3 separate regions of the Sus scrofa genome follow, and regions 1 and 2 are each linked to region 3. The links are chromatin contacts, called in public Hi-C maps. All regions are on one chromosome and are shown on one strand. The core of a region is the stretch at or near the end of the contact, and the rest is flanking DNA. Distances in the headings are between cores, read along the strand shown.

Region 1 (2,974 bases), core at 148-2,647, 410 kb before region 3:
ATTAATAATCTTTCCCGTAACCCTCAAATCCCATTGGTCTTAGGTAACTGGTGTTAAGAGTTCAGTATATATTTGTTCTACATGTTCATTTTTTCTATGCAACTATCTAAGATTTCTCCCTATTTTATGTAAAAATGAGATCATAATATAGACAGCTCTAGATATATGCAACTCACATTTTGTACTTATTAATATATCATAACAATGTTCTCTCTAGGTCAGCACATATAGTTTTAACTCCTTTTTTTTTTTTTTTTTTTTGTCTTTTCTAGGGCCTCACCTGTGGCATATGGAGGTTCCCAGACTAGGGGTGTAATCAGAGCTGTAGCTGCCGGCCTATACCACAGCCACAGCAACACCGAATCCTTAATCCACTGAGCTAGGCCAGGGATTGAACCCGCAATCTCATGGTTCCTAGTCAGATTCATTATCCAGTGAGCCATGACGGGAACGCCTTAACTCATTTTTAATAGCTCAATAATAGTCATACAAGAGAACCAGACTTAGGTAATCATTTTCCTATAGATAGACATTTAGGTTGTGTCATGGGTTGTTTACCACTATAAACAATGGCATCCTTGTGCAAATATTCTGACATGCTGCTGTCATTATTTCTGTAGGCTTGAGTTTCACTGGGACTTGCTGGGTCAAAGATATGAACATTTTAAAAATACAAGATAGAATCAGATTTTTCAGGTTTGGTTTTATTTTTAATGAAATTTAAAAAGCAAAGTGAGCTTTTGAGAAATATTTCTTTCATAAGCAGGATTCTCACTCTTGGCAAATATAAATAGCCTAGATGTCGCCCTTTTTCCCCCTTTTTTTAGACAAACCCAAGCCTGGAAATTCATCTGTATTTCTACAAGTAAATACACCCATTTTAGTCCCCAGGTAAAGGATCCTGACCCATCGTCTCAGAAAGGAAGTCCTTCAACTCAGAAACCTGCAAACCAGGTCTGCTGGGGACCCTGAGAGGTCCTCACTAGAGGTGTAGCAGGCTACTGTGACTGTCTAGGGTCCAGAAACCTGGCATCTAGCCTCAGCTTGTCTACATATTGTTATGTGATTTTAACAAATTAGTTGCCACTCCATGCCATGAAGACAGACCATGTTTGCCTTTGTTCAGGGCCCAGTACATAGTAAGAACCCAGTGATAAGTGTTGGTTCAGTGAAGTTTATCTGGCTGGGCTACCTTCCATTTCCAGGATTTGGTGTTCTTTTACTACATTTACTCTTTTGGGCTTTGGTGCCTTTATCAGATCTGAGCACAACTTGCGTTCCCCTTCCCCCTTTCAGAAACCATGAAAGTCTAAAGAAACCAAGCTTGCCCGTAAGCATGGCACTTTAAATAGCCAAAATAGAATCGAGGTGCCAAGTGAACTTGAGTCCATTTCCCTGTCCAGAATGATCCTCTGTAGAACTTCACAGAGACCCGGCACCCCTCCCCCTGCCTCACAACAACTGCTGTGAGATGAGGGGGAAAACAAAATACTAAACAAAGCAAGAATACAAAGATTCTTTGAGCTAGACCCTGGAATTATTGAAGAATTGGGGTGATGGGATGTGGGGCTGTGTGTTTACCTGCCTTTCGGTCTCTCCACATTCCCAGCTCTTGGCTCTGTTTTGTGTCATAGAATGTTGAAATTGTAAGGGATCTTAGATCATCCAGAGATCTTGAGAGACTTTCTACAAAGTAATAAAGTGGCAGATAATCCATATTCCTGACTTTTAATAAAATGCCCTTCTGCTAATTTGATAGTGTTGGGGTAGCAGAGTGTTATTTTTTCTCACTGAGTAGAAGAGATGACCCTGGGCCAGGATCAGCACAGAGCACCATTTGGGGTCCCTCCAACACGAGTTGGGTAGGGTCACTGATGCCAGAGCTGAGGCTCCCTGTGTCCTGGCAGTTTAGAAGTCATCCCTGGAAGGGATTCCTCTCACAAGATGGCTTTGTATTTGTGTGTGTGTGTGTGTGTGTGTGCGCGCGTGCACACACACTCAACCTTGACTGCACCAATGTCCTCCATGTCTGTTTCAGCAATGCAAACCTCACAAGAGGCCTGTGTGTGGCAGCAACGGCAAGACCTACCTCAACCACTGTGAGCTGCATCGAGATGCCTGCCTCACTGGATCCAAAATCCAGGTGGATTATGATGGACACTGCAAAGGTAAGGAGTGCTCTCATCACCACATCGCAGCTCCAGCCAGGGAGCCAGGGAACGGAGCATTGTGGGCTGGCTTCCTGGGGTCCTTTCCACCCTGAGCACAGCACCCAAAGCTGTAGAGACCACCCAGTTACCTAAAGAGGCATTCCCTTGGTGCTCATTAGCCTGCTGGGTGTGCCCTGGGTAGCGTAGGCCTCTACCCTGTGCTCCCTGCCTCAGATCCCTAAGGCGGCTTCCAGTACTGTCTTCATCTGGATAGTGGGTAGGGGACCACATCAACTATCGATAATATGTAGTTAACTGAATTCTGTACCTTTTTAGAAAGCAGGCAAATTTCACATACCCCATGAATTCTAAATTTGGGCATCTCTCATCCCTGATAATATTGTATTTCCTCTAATTTACACTCAAACCATTGCCATTAGGGTAGGAGGGAGGGGTCCCAAGCTTGTGCTAATTAGACATCAGCCTCCTGCCCACCCGAGGCATATGGAAGTTCCCAGGCTAGAAGTCAAATCAGAGCTGTAGCCACCAGCCTACTCCACAGCCACAGCAACTCGGGATCCCAACCACATCTGTGACCTACACCACAGCGCACAGCAACACCGGATCCTTAACCTACTGACCAAGGCCAGAGATCAAACATGGATCCTAGTCAGGTTTGTTAACCGCTAAGCCACAAAGGGAACTCCTGCCCAGCCTTTAACTTCCCTAGAGAAGCAAGAAGCTGTTTCCCAAGTGTTGGTCTCCACCCCATTTCCTGATCCATAATGATTCTGTATGAGTTCTCAAAGTCCCAGCAGACCCCC
Region 2 (3,185 bases), core at 574-3,073, 340 kb before region 3:
CACCCTTTCCCTCCTCTGAGTTTGAAATCAGTTAAGAAATTGACAGATCTGAGAAAGGGATCTATCAGCTTTATCAAATCAGAATTGAACTTCTGATCTCCTTAAATTGAGTATAACCAACCAAAATCACACTCGCCCTGTGTGGGCTCTCTACCCCTAGATAGAACACACCACAGAGCCAGAAGAGGTCAAGTCAAATCTTAAACCCCATAGTGCTTCTCAATTAGTATCTCTTCCATAGAAGGGGTAAGATCTAAGAATATTTCTTACGCAGACTTTTTCAACCCTGGTTACACATTAGAATCACCGTGGGAACTTTCAAAATATACAAAAATACAGGTCCCATCCTCAGACCCATTGACACCTGACCTCCAGAGGTAGAGTTGGCATCAGTAGTTGCAGAAGCTCTGCTACATGACTCAGTTATGTAGTGATAGGTCCAGCAAGGGTGATAGTTCCATGAAAGTCCCTTTGTGGTAACGAGGTTAGTGAAGTAGGATTTTTATAGATGAGAAAAGGGCCCAAAGTGATAAAGTGATGTGCCCAAGTCCTCTTAAGATTGTGACAGCTGGGGCTAGAATCCATCCATTGAAATTTTTTTAATTGAATATCTCCTTTAGACCTGGCACTGATTGCTAATCCAACATTCTTTGCTTCTCCCTGTCAGTTACATTTTTTCCTGAACTGAAAATACTTTGTGGGTGTAATATGGAATAGTCAAGTGGATTGGCCATACTGAAGGCAGTTTCAGAGTATTTGCTTAATCATGGAACACAGAAGCAGCAAAACAGATCATTGTGTTCAGGAACTTTCATAAAAGGATACCTTGGTCAGATATTGCAGGTTAAAGCCACAAGGGAGGAAAACCTTATCGAGTCATATGTTGACCACGGGTAAACAAATGGCAAACATCCCAAGCAGCAGTGATGGACAAGTTGACATTACCAAGAAAGATAGGAAAATGTGGACATCTGCCTCGAAGAAAACACTGTAGATCATTCATAAACATAAATTCTCTTGATAGGAAACAGAAAATTTCAACTCAGCTACACATTTTTATAAGTACTATGCTTATAATATTTCTGCCCCAGTTTCTTCTAGGTCTATTATGAAATTACATGATTATTTTACTGATTAATGATATCTGAATAACACTGATATCTTGAGACCTCTAAATATATGGAAGATTTAAATGGAAAATTAAACTTGCTCAAGAAGCCATGGAAACTCAAAGAAAAAACAATATGCTTAAAGTGTTACTATGGGTATTTTCTTTCTATGAATAAAGACTAGATTTTATGTTGCTTAAAAGCTGAACTAATTAAAGATTTGTAAAATAAATTTAACTTCCTAGAAATTAAGCTTATGTTACAACTAGAAAACTTCTACAATTTTAGGATTTTGTCCTTTTAAATTTTAACTTGTTTGTAACCTTGACGATGATCTCTGAGGTCTTTCCTAACTTTGAGTCTACAATTATCTGTGTTCAAAACTCCTTTCTATTTTTGTAGCTCTCAAATATTTGTAAGTTCTTGCATCACTCACCACACCCTTTTTAGTCACCTCTACTTAGGTCTTTTAATCCTTCCTCCCAAACCAATGCATATGCAGCCAGGGGCAATGTTAGTGGGGTAATGAGAACTTTGCCCCTGAATCTACAATTAAAATTCTTCCCTTTATGTCACTTCCAAGGGTTTGTTGTAGTGGATGACAAGTCAATGGGCAGCTTTGAAACAAAGAATCTTTTTTATTTCTGTTGAGGGCAGCATCTCATAAAAGAAAGGCATGTGTGTAATTGACCAATGGATAAAAATGAATCAGATGATTGCTAGATGCCTATGACTTCAGCTGTGGCATAACTGTAATTACATTTTTAACCCTGGCCTGCTGTATGAATTTCCCTCTGGTTCTAAGTGATCACAGAATCAAAGATTTGGCAGAGAGGGTTTGAGAAGTCATCATCAGACCACTTGACACAACAGGACACCTCAACTATCAAGGTAAGAACCTATCCTATTTTTAAATACCTTAGAGAAGATTTTACTTCTTTAGCAATCCTGAAGTTTAATAATTGTCACTAGAGGAAGTATTTCCCAAGGTTCTTATGCTCTGTGCTAGCCAGATTAATATGAAGGCAACTTTCAAACTATTTATGTCTGTTGACAGGCTCAATGACACTAGTGAGACCAAAGTGTTTTGTGAGAGAGAGTGTGTGTGCGTGTGTGCGCACACGCGCACATTATACTGTTTTAGTGCCTTTGCCTTTGCCTGTCTCCCAAATGCTGCTGTTCCCTTCCTCGATACTCTCTCTCTGTTGTTTCTCCCAATCCCAAACTCCTCCCACCACTAGAAAAGTCAATGCACACACTTTCAACATGCCTGCCCGTGTTTGTGCAACATCTGTTTGTAAGGAAGAGAAAAATGAGAGAACAAGATCACAGTTCTGTGCAGTTGAAACATAAACACAGCAATAAAACAACTTGATATTGTGATGAGAAGAGATTTCTTGACAGTGGAACTGTCAAGAAGCTTCCTGACTAGTGTTCCTAAGAAGCAGCCTTTTAGTGTCAATGCAGGAATTGATGTATTCAGGAGGAGAAAAGGACACTTGGCTGAGTGTCTTATGGAAGTTTGGTGATTGATATGTGACACAAAGTGAAGTTATCTATGCATATTGCTGGTACAGTGCCACACATAGTTAAGTACATGTTAATTATTGTAAACCTATTCCAAAGGGATTTACTCCTTTCCTTTTTTTTTTTTTTTTTTTTTTTTTGGACTCTCAGGTACATATAATCTCTTCAATATACCATTAAGGAGAGAACTTGAACAGGGTCAAATCAGTATTTACATTCAGGTAAGTCCATATCCTTACACAATCCCACATACACATATGCACACACCAAATACCTTATGCAAATATACACACATCCACACCCAAAAACTAAAGCTTGGCCATTGGACACAGATCTCCAGAATGTGCCTGTCACTTTCACCTGACCACGTGGCCCAGAGAGGAATAAATGAGCTGCTAGGTGACACATCAGATAGCACTGGGCTCATTGCATGATAGGATTTTTTCTCCTTTGAGTCCCAAAATCATCTTAAAGCAAAAGCCAAGTACTTGATCTGACATTAAGGTGTCTCTTTTCTCAAATCAAGATTTGAAGGGATCTGCTTATCAT
Region 3 (3,180 bases), core at 573-3,072:
TATTCTTATTCCAATATGTTTGCTCTAATGAACATAAACTTAGAAAATGTATACAAACAGTTTTTAATGCAACTTAAGCCACAAAGTGTTAATAATTTAATAAGCCTTTGTTTTCTCTTCAGATGTGTGGTCTGCAGGCTGTGTGTTGGCTGAACTGTTGCTAGGACAACCTATATTTCCAGGGGATAGTGGTGTGGATCAATTGGTGGAAATAATCAAGGTGAGAAGATTGGATCAGAATTTTTGAAGGAATCTTGTTGCTATTCTCTTAAGAATCCATATCTCTCATACACCCATGAAAAATTTAGGAAATGGACAAATGGGATCTAAGATCACAGAGCAAGTTCAGCTATAAAAGAAATATAAGAACCCAGCCTTTTGCTATCTAATTGAATTATTCTTCTCTTGTGTGATACTGGAAAAGCTATTTTGGCTATCTGATGCAAAAAAGAAATATATCTGTTATTGAAGATACTTAAAAGCCATAGATCACTAAAATGTATATAAACCGAATAAAAACACAAGCTGTGTCTATTTTTGCTCACCGTGTGCTCTCTGCTTGTAATATTCTACCGAGCACATAGGAGATGCTTGTATTTATTCAATATTTAAATATTTATAAAATGAAAGTATGATATGTACTAGTAGAACGCTTGATAGAAGCATAATTTTGACTTATGGGTTTAATACAATTTTATTTATTAGGTCTGTCAATACCTTTATTAAAAACACCAGATCCAAAGAATTATTATCTTAGAATTAATATTGTCTCTTAAGGAAAGCAGCACTGCAATTTTAAAGTTTTTAACACTTGAGATCTTAAATAAGTTCTCACCCCCATTAAAAATACCTGATGTCTCTGTATTTAGACCACTAGATTGGTTGAAAGGTTATAGTTTGTCCAAAGCAATAACACCAACTGCCTGTTGGGCTTTATTCTTGATTTTCCAAATGTCTCATAGAAGTGAAAAATTAAAAATCTCCATAAAGGTTAAGTAGTCCAGTTCTCCATCAAATGAAAGAACCTTCTTAGTTACATTCCTGACAGTGGTCTTCAACTGTTTTCTTAAATACTTCCAGCATCGGATACTTTGGAATACAGCCTTTTCTGTATCTGGACAGCTTCAATTTAGTTTTTATTGCACTGAGGGCTTGACTCCTCAGTAGCTAGTTGTATCCTGGACTAAGGAGTAACTTATGATTAAGTTATTTTAGAATCCTTGTACTGTATTTTATAAAAATATGTTACTTTTGATAAGATGATTTTCCTAGGTATCAGTGTATGCAAGTGTAGTTGAAAACACCAACATGTGAGCAAGAATCTATGTAATGTCTTAAGATATTTACCTGAGACCATTGGTATTTGCTGTCTTTTTTTTTTTTGTAACCATCGTTTAGTTTCAGATTGAACCCTTAATTTTAGATCAACAGATCTACTTCCTTCCTGATTCTCACACTAAATTCAAATCTAAGTTCAGATAGTTTGATTTCCTTGTTTCTTAAAAGGCCTGTGTATATTCCTTATTATTATTAAAATTAGTATTCTAATACAGGAGTTGGCAAACTTTCTGTAAAAGGCTAGGTAAAATATTAAAACACTTGTGGGCTAAAATGCAAATTAAGGATATCAGATATATAACAAAAGAAAATATTCCACAAATTTTTCATTGATGAAATTCAAACTAATATAATAATTGAATAAAATGAGCCTACTAATTAGAGGAATGGAATTTTTGGGGGGAGATGCTATAACATTTCTCTTAACTGGAGTTCAAAGTCAGTGTTTTGTATCATCAAAGTGATTGCAAATGGTTATCTTTAAAGTCCAACCATAGTTCATGAACCCTGCAAAAAACAGAGATTGGGCCATAGTTTGCTGATCATTATTTAGTACAACCAGTCAGCATTTCTTCTATCCCTGGGTTTTCAGTTACATAGTTCTTTGAGCATATTGCCATTCTATTTATCATATATGTTTGGAATATTAGAACTGTGTCATTTCTCTAGGATTATAGTTTAGAATTTTGTAATGATTTATTACTTGTCATTACTTTTAACGAATTCATACATGATACAAATGAAATTGCTCAGGAAGCTAAGGTAGATATCTGTGGTAAGTATATATCTCATCCTTGCCATCATATCTTATAAACCTTTAAGTCCAGAGATTATATTACCACTTTTTGTCCTTGTAATTCAACTTTCTGCTCATATTGTTTTGTGCTTATTTAATTTTAGTAGAAACTGTTGGTTATTAATGGCTTAAGACTTTGTTTTTCTTTAGGGCTTATTTGTTGCAAGTTGGTCCATGATCAACTTGTCATAGTACGCCAACTCTAAAATAAAACACTCTTTTCGTTTATATGTTATCTTGCTATCTTGTATTTATACATAGTCATCACCCTACTGAGGATGATATAGTAGAACTAACATCCCGGGGCAGTTTGGAATATCAAGCTTCTCAGTCCCTTTTACACTCTTAAGTAGTACTGCCCAGGATATATGAAATATCAGTATTAGTTTACCACCTATTTGGTGACCTGAAGTTATACATTACATTGAGGTTAATAGACATGGGTGGGGGCGGTGTGCGCATACACACGCACTCGAGGTAAAGCTCTGAATCCTATTGATCCTGTCTATAGGTTAACTTTCAAAGTTAAACGTTATTAGGACATTTTATATTTTAAACAAACATTGTCATTTCTGCTAATTAGGACTTCAAAATAGATTTGAGTTTTCCATGAAAGGTGGTCTTACATGTGCCCAATTTGTCTCAATTTTTTTTGAAATGTTAGTCAATGTTTGGTAACTAGGGACTCTATGTTAGTCTGTTTTTCTCTGCCCAATAAAATAGATGCACTTCTCTCTGAATTTGAATGTATGCAAAAAATGAACAATTGTACAGCAAACTTCATAAATTTTATATGTGGTAGTCTTGCCTAATTATTTTATAAACTTTCTGAGGAGGGACTTTGTTTTATTGGTATGTTTTAATATCTGAGGGCACCAAAATAGTTTTCAGTAAATATTTAAATTGAACTAAGCTGCTAGATCATTGTTCATTCATGAATTTGGATTACCTGTGAATTAATAAGAAAAGTTAGTGATTGTTGTAATTGTTGTTTATTAAATTTCATTGGCGTAAATGTCCATGCCAATAATTTACAGAATGAGTAA

The links. Hi-C and Micro-C count contacts between places; a contact is called where the count stands out from the background.
Region 1: a contact with region 3 is called in a Hi-C map of liver, with 5 times the contacts expected there. The contact joins two enhancer-like sites. A contact is called at or near these places in 19 of 47 Hi-C or Micro-C datasets (alveolar macrophages, blood, embryonic fibroblasts and 13 more) and 2 of 2 datasets of contacts at active chromatin or transcription factors (alveolar macrophages and skeletal muscle).
Region 2: a Hi-C map of liver shows a contact between it and region 3, with 4 times the contacts expected there. The contact joins two enhancer-like sites. A contact is called at or near these places in 2 of 47 Hi-C or Micro-C datasets (both in liver) and 1 of 2 datasets of contacts at active chromatin or transcription factors (alveolar macrophages).

The regions. Positions count from the first base shown.
Region 1 is chr13:139,883,439-139,886,412 of Sscrofa11.1, forward strand. It overlaps FSTL1 (follistatin-related protein 1), which reads left to right. Exons shown (of 11, transcript XM_021070306.1): 4 at 2,039-2,168. Among named protein-coding and RNA genes, the nearest start is that of FSTL1, 38 kb to the left of the region's middle. Within about 2 kb of position 1,398, at least 2 of the 83 cell types and tissues checked have an H3K27ac peak or open chromatin away from gene starts, as enhancers often do. A contact at or near this core is called in liver, where this site is marked.
Region 2 is chr13:139,952,803-139,955,987 of Sscrofa11.1, forward strand. No RefSeq gene overlaps it. Among named protein-coding and RNA genes, the nearest start is that of GPR156, 20 kb to the right of the region's middle. Within about 2 kb of position 1,824, at least 5 of the 83 cell types and tissues checked have an H3K27ac peak or open chromatin away from gene starts, as enhancers often do. A contact at or near this core is called in liver, where this site is marked.
Region 3 is chr13:140,294,354-140,297,533 of Sscrofa11.1, forward strand. It overlaps GSK3B (glycogen synthase kinase 3 beta), which reads left to right. Exons shown (of 11, transcript NM_001128443.1): 7 at 123-220. Among named protein-coding and RNA genes, the nearest start is that of NR1I2, 110 kb to the right of the region's middle. Within about 2 kb of position 1,823, at least 2 of the 83 cell types and tissues checked have an H3K27ac peak or open chromatin away from gene starts, as enhancers often do. A contact at or near this core is called in liver, where this site is marked.